Linked DNA regions of Mus musculus: region 1 is linked to region 2. A link is a contact called in public HiChIP or PLAC-seq data. All regions are on one chromosome and are shown on one strand. Each heading gives the region's core, a stretch centred on a gene start, on an enhancer-like site or on the middle of the called end of the contact. The rest is flanking DNA. Distances are from core to core; before and after follow the strand shown. Region 1 has its middle 15 kb from the start of Cmip. Region 2 overlaps Cdyl2 (chromodomain protein, Y chromosome-like 2).

Region 1 (3,276 bases), core at 168-2,667, 570 kb after region 2:
GCATACACAAACAAACTGACCCGTGAAACCAGAGCATGGTGAAGACTACAGTCAGTGGCTGTCCATCGGGATAAACCCTTCTAAAGATTTATTTATTTATTTATTTTATGTATGTAAGTACACTGTGCCTGTGCAGATGGTTGTGAGCCTTCATGTGGTTGTTGGGAATTGATTTAGGACCTCTGCTTGCTCCGGTCAACCCCACTTGCTCAGTCCCTGCTCGCTCCGGCCCAAAGATTTATTTATTATTATACATAAGTACACTGTAGCTGACTTCAGATGTGCCAGAAGAGGGTGTCAGATCTCATTACAGGTGGTTGGCCTTCGGAAGAGAAGTCAGTCTCACCCACTGAGCCGTCTTGACAGCCCTGGATAAACCCTTCTAGTACTGATGGAGAAATTGAGTCACCTTCTTCCTCATGAGTCTAGGAAGTCATGAGTATGTCCAGTGAGTGTTCTACAATGAGGCTGAGGAGAGTAAGGAAGACTTGGTCTATGCAGAGAACATCCAGGAGCAAGGTCCCTCAGCCTGGGAAATAGCTCAGGGGATTGGGCTCTGCTTCCCATTGAACCGTGCCCATCCCTAGAAGACATAACCCCCAGCACCTCTGAATTTGACCTTATTTGGAAGTGGGTTGCTGTAGATGTCATAAGTCAAGATGAAGTCATGCTGGGTGGGGAAGCATCTTTATAAAAAGGGGAAGCCGGGACACAAGACACCCAGGGAGGATGCCTTGACTGTGGAGGCAGAGATGGGGTGAGGTGTCTGTGTGTGTACCAGCCAAGTCACGCCAAGCATTGGCAGATTGGCAGCAGAGGCCTCTTCCAGGGAAGGAATTATGCCAGGCACCTTGATGTCAAGCTTGTAGTCTCTGTAACAAGGGGTTTCTGTGGTGTAGGGTACCCTCACATCTGAGTGCAAAGTCCTCTGTTAGGGGAACAATGAGAAGCTCTAGGGGCAGGGGGTGGCCAGGAGGAGGCTGGGGGAGGGGGGCAGAGACTTGGCCTTCTTTGAGCCAAGTGACCTAAGTCTCAGGGGTCTGAATGGGTGGATGAGCAGGTGTATCCAGTTTCTTACCCGGATGCTTGGATGTGGGGACCAGCTTTGTCGGGGTAGGGGGATGGGGGTGGGGGTGGGGGGACGGTGGGGAAGCAGACCTGACTGTCCAAAGCAAGCGGCCAGCCCAGACTTGAAGAGAGTGAGCAAGGGATAGAGAGAAGATGGGTGTGTGGTCCTGCCCTAGGCAGAATTCTCCCTCAGAGCCTGGAGTTTTGGAATTCTTCTCATTGTATCTATCTCTAAGAATCACATGTGCAGCCCCCACCCCACCCCCTCATATCTCCCCACCTCTCCTCTGATGCGGGATCTCACACACCCCAGGATAACCTTGAACTCCTGACCCTTGTGCTTCTGCCTCCTGAGTGCTGGGATTACAGGCAGGCAAGCAGTGCTGGCTGGGGCTTTGTGCATTCAAGGCTACCAGCTAAGCTACAGCGCTGTGACCTCTTTATTTGTCTCTTGATGCACATTGACCCCAGGTGGTCCCGGTGATCTGAAGCCAAATTATGTGTGGCCAGGCTTCAAGTGAGTAGCCCAGCCTTTTCCTCAATTCCTGGTCTAAATGCAAAAACAAAAACAAAAACAAAAACAAAAACCGCAAGGATGGGCAACAAAATCGAGGGCTTTTATCGAGTGCTTTTTCCATTCTCGGCTGTGAAATGTCAGATCTCAAATTCTTTCACCATCTTCACGATTTAAAAAAAACAAAACAAAACATTTATTTTAATCGTTTTAATTTTTTGAGACAAGGACTCACTGTAGTCCAGGGTGACCTCAATGTCACTATGGAAACCAAGGATGGCCCTGAACTCCTGATCATCCTGTCTCTGCCTCCCAAGTGCTAAAATGACAGATGTTGAAGCCTCCCTCCATGCCCTGTTTATTCTGTGCTAGAGACTGAGCCCCAGACCTCACTTGTGCTGCGCAAGCACTCTCCCAACCAAGCTGCAGCCCAAGTCAGTCCTTTTGATCATTTAAAAAAAAAAATTCATTTCAAGCCTGAAGAGATGTCTCAGCCGTTAAGAGCACACTTTGGCTGCTCTTCCAGAAACCCAGGTTCCATTTCCAGCACCTACAGGAGGGCTCAGAACTGTCTATAATTCGACTTCTAGGTCTTCTGACACCCTCACCCAGATATATGTACAGGCAAAACAGCAATGCACATAAAATAAAAACAAATGATACATTAAAAGAAAATAACTCAGCTGGGCGTGGTGGCGCACGCCATTAATCCCAGCACTTGGGAGGCAGAGGCAGGTGGATTTCTGAGTTCGAGGCCTGCCTGGTCTACAAAGTGAGTTCCAGGATAGCCAGGGCTACAGAGAAACCCTGTCTTGGGGGGGGGTGGGAGGGGGGAAGAAAGAAAGAAAAGAAAAGAAAAGAAAGAAAAAACAAAAACAACAACAAAAAAAGAAAATAACTCTTTAATAAAAGAAAAACAAATTAGAAGTGAAAGACTGGAGTTAAAATAAGACAAGCAGATGTGGTCCTTATGAGAATGGGTCTGAAACCAGTTTGGTCCTATTCAAGCTGTTTAGCCTTTTTTTTTTTGCCTCAGTTTCCTCATCTGTACAATGGTCATACTTTTCATTGAGTTTGTAGGGATTAATTACTTGATTTAATTAATAAGCAAATATATGCAAATCGTTTACAGAACTGCCAGGTACACAGTAAGTACTATGCCAGTCTGAGTTAGTTCTACTAACAACATGGCAAAGGTGGTGGCCTACTTCTGCACTTGAGAGATGGAAGAAGATAGATGTTAAGTTTGCTGCCACCCTGGGGACCCTGTGTACTAGCCACTTTTCCTCTTGCTTCCTGTTGCTGAGACAAAGTAACCAAAGAAGCTTAAGGAGGAGTTTATCATGGCTCACAGTTGGAGAGGACAGCTGGCCAAGGCAGAAGGGTGTGGGGACAGAAGTGTGCAGCCCAGCTCACATTGTATCCATGGCCAGAGACTGGGGTGTGGGGGGATGGACAGGGAGACAGAGACAGAGACAGAGAGAGACAGAGCGATAGAGACAGTAAGAGAGAGAGGCAGAGAGACAGAGACAGACACAGAGAGAGACAGAGATACAGAGAGATACAGAGATTAAGAGAGACAGACAGGGGCTGGAGAGATGTCTTAGTGGTTAAGAGCACTGACTGTTCTTCTAGAGGTCCTGAGTTCAAATCCCAGCAACCACATGGTGACTCACAACCATCTGTAATGAGAT
Region 2 (3,033 bases), core at 152-2,651:
GGTCAGAAAATGTCAGTGGAGAACGGTGCTTGCTAACTAAGCCTAGTGACGTGAGTCTGACTCCCGGGACCCTCATGCCTTTTGCTCAGACTTCCACACTGGTACCATGGAACACGTCCCACTCCCCCAAAACACACAAATAAACATAAGACAAATAAATACTTCAAAAAGGAAAAAAAAATCCACATTGGCTTATGTTGAGGTTAGGCCAGGATTTTCCTCCCAGCCCCATGCTCCCAGAAATAAGACTCAGACTCACAATATATTTACAGACACCCTGGCCATAGAGCTAGGCTCTTCCCTGAATTGATATAACTTAAAATAACCCATTTATTCTGACCTGCATTCTGCTACGTGATTAGTTACCTGTGTTCAGGTACTGGGCATCTGTCTTGTCCCATCTCCCCAGGAAGGAAATCTCCTCGCCTGCCTCTATCCCAGAATTCTTTCTCCTCCCGGATATCCCACCTTCTACCTCCTGGCTAAGCCATAGGTCAGCTAGGCTTTTAATTGACAGGTGGATGTATCCATACAACACACAAGATAGTCTCTCTATTTAATTCCCCTTTGAATGGGAAATTATGTTGAATGTTTTGGTCCAGTGATTGTAGGTATGCGAATAATAAAAATAACAGTAATGTTTATTCAAAAGTTAAAGTTGGCAGGCTGGGAAAATAGCTTTGTTGTTTTTTGGTTTTTTTTTTGTTTGTTTGTTTGTTTGGTTGGTTGGTTTTTGTTTTTTTATGTGGTTGTTAAGCAAGTACCCCCAGGTGATCAGAGCATTTTCCTCAAAGCAACAAATGAAATTTGAATGTGCATAGTGAATGTGCATATCCGGGGCGTTACTCCGCTTCCAAAGAGAGGAAGTACTGATACTTGTGGCGTGAATGAACCCTGAGGACGGTGTCCTGAGGGAAGAAAGCCAGTTTCCAGACTCCTACAGGATTCTACTTCCATGAACTGTCTGGAGTAGTGACATTCTTAGACAGAGACTAGAACAATCACTTCCAGGGGCTGAGGCAGGAGAATGGGGCATGATTTTCATTGACAGTCTCAACTTTGCATGAAAAGAGCTACCTGGATGGGCCACAGGTGAGAGCTATCCGTCACCGTGAACGTTCTTCCTGCCTCTAGCTCTGCTCTTAAAATTGCTTAAGATGACAAATTGCAGTGAACTTGATCACAATTAAAATAGACAGACTGGAAGGATCCAAAGGCTTGAAGGGAGAGAAGGGAAATGATTTCACAGGGAAAAAAAACGGAGAGCAAGAGCCAGAGTCCCTGCAGGACAGGTACAAGGCATAGCCTGGTGCTAGCAGGCTCGTGGCAGCACTCGGCTCATCACTACCTTCTGGGGTGGGCTGGCCTCACCCACAACCTGCCAGCCACACCGCCACCCACACCAACCCTGAAACAAGCCAGCTCAGAGCTCAGGGGGTGGGAGCAGAGTGACTCACTGAGCCATAGAACTCTGACTTCTGACAGAGAAGAGCCCCACCTCACCCCGGCCCCACACCTGTGACCTCTGTCTATACGGTTACCAGAAATGCAGATTTAGGCTCAGCCATCAGGGCAGGGCAGGGCAGGGCAGGGCAGGGCAGCCCAGGCAGTCAGGGACATAATGGAGACACAGTGACCTTCAGGATCCAAGGATGCAGTTCCCTTCATTGTCAGGTCTCCCATGGGTGGGTTTCTGGGGTAAATGGTGTAGGAGGTAGGGAAGACGTGTGAGGAGAAGGCTCATGAAGTGCTCAGAAAATCTAGGAAAAGGCAAGCAGTGAGAGCTGAGGCTGTCACTCGGTTGGGAGGATGTTGAGCTAGCATTAGGGAAGTCCCAGATTCCAGTCCTAGCACCACCTAAACCTGGTCTGATGGGGCACACCCATAATCCCAGTGTTGGGGAAGTGGAGGCGTAAGATCAGAAGTTCTTGGTTTACCGCCAGCCACTTAATGAATTCAAAGTTGAAGGTCAGTCTGGGACATAAGAAAGGATATCTTTAAAAAAGAAAGGGGGGGGGGGAGGGAGGGAAGGAAGGAGGAGGGAGGGCAAGATAGACTGAACTAGGCAGAAGCAAAGCTCACAAGGATCCTGGCTGACATCCTAAGTTATGGTCCATGGAGGGACAGACACTACCAAGACGTAACAAAGCCGGAGGCTGCACTGGCCCCCTTGTTCCCCACCACAAGCCCATCTCATGGCCCATGGTCCACCAGAGGTCCATCTCCACTGTGTAGCTTTCCCTTCTGCAGGAGTAGAGAGTGGGGAGTCAACATCTAATTGGGGGGACAGAGAGAGGCAAAGGAGAAGCCCTGCCTCCCCATCATGGCTATACCGTTTGTGAAGCCCCACCATCATGACTGGAGGACATTTAATACTGTCTTATAACCTCTAAGCAGGGCAACTGAGAAAAAGGAAATAACTATATCAATTAATGTCTATGAAAGAGTCAAAAATAGGACTTTACTATCCAATTGTACATCTCGTTTATTAAGAGACTAAGAAAGACAGAGATTAAAGAAGCAACTTCAGAAATCTGTCTGGTTACCAAAAAATAACAAAAAAAATAAATAAATAACAACCACAAAAAGAACCTTATCAACAACCAGCAGTAACTGCTTAGAAAATATGGTAGGAAAAATACCCTATTTAGAGAAGCAGCAAAAAATATAAAATGCCTGGAAATGAAATTTAACCAAAGTGGGGAAAAGCAGTGCAGGATTCAACGAAGAAATGTGCAAAACGGCAACATATTTTAAAACGCCATTTATACCAAATGGAGATGATTCTATATTTGTGGACGGGAAGTTCATTACTATAAACATGTTAATTTTCTCAAACTCAACTTCAAACTTCGAGCGATTATTAATCAAACTCCCATCTGGAATTTTTTAAACTTCACAAATTTATTTTAAGTAAATAAGAAGCAGAAATAGCCCAGGGGAAATATGTTTAAAAAAAAACTGAATTTAGACTTGTAGTAATATTTATTACAGAAAACTACCATAAAAAGTAGCTCTACTGTAAGCACAAAG

Evidence for each region. HiChIP or PLAC-seq counts read pairs in DNA pulled down with a chosen protein or histone mark.
Region 1: a contact with region 2 is called in an H3K27ac HiChIP or PLAC-seq map of embryonic stem cells, with 3 times the contacts expected there. The contact joins two enhancer-like sites. A contact is called at or near these places in 2 of 115 datasets of contacts at active chromatin or transcription factors (both in embryonic stem cells).

Annotation. Positions count from the first base shown.
Region 1 is chr8:117,240,609-117,243,884 of GRCm38.p6, forward strand. No RefSeq gene overlaps it. Among named protein-coding and RNA genes, the nearest start is that of Cmip, 15 kb to the right of the region's middle. Within about 2 kb of position 1,418, at least 40 of the 459 cell types and tissues checked have an H3K27ac peak or open chromatin away from gene starts, as enhancers often do. A contact at or near this core is called in embryonic stem cells, where this site is marked.
Region 2 is chr8:116,672,755-116,675,787 of GRCm38.p6, forward strand. The region is part of intron 1 of Cdyl2 (chromodomain protein, Y chromosome-like 2); the gene reads right to left. Among named protein-coding and RNA genes, the nearest start is that of Cdyl2, 59 kb to the right of the region's middle. Within about 2 kb of position 1,402, at least 40 of the 459 cell types and tissues checked have an H3K27ac peak or open chromatin away from gene starts, as enhancers often do. A contact at or near this core is called in embryonic stem cells, where this site is marked.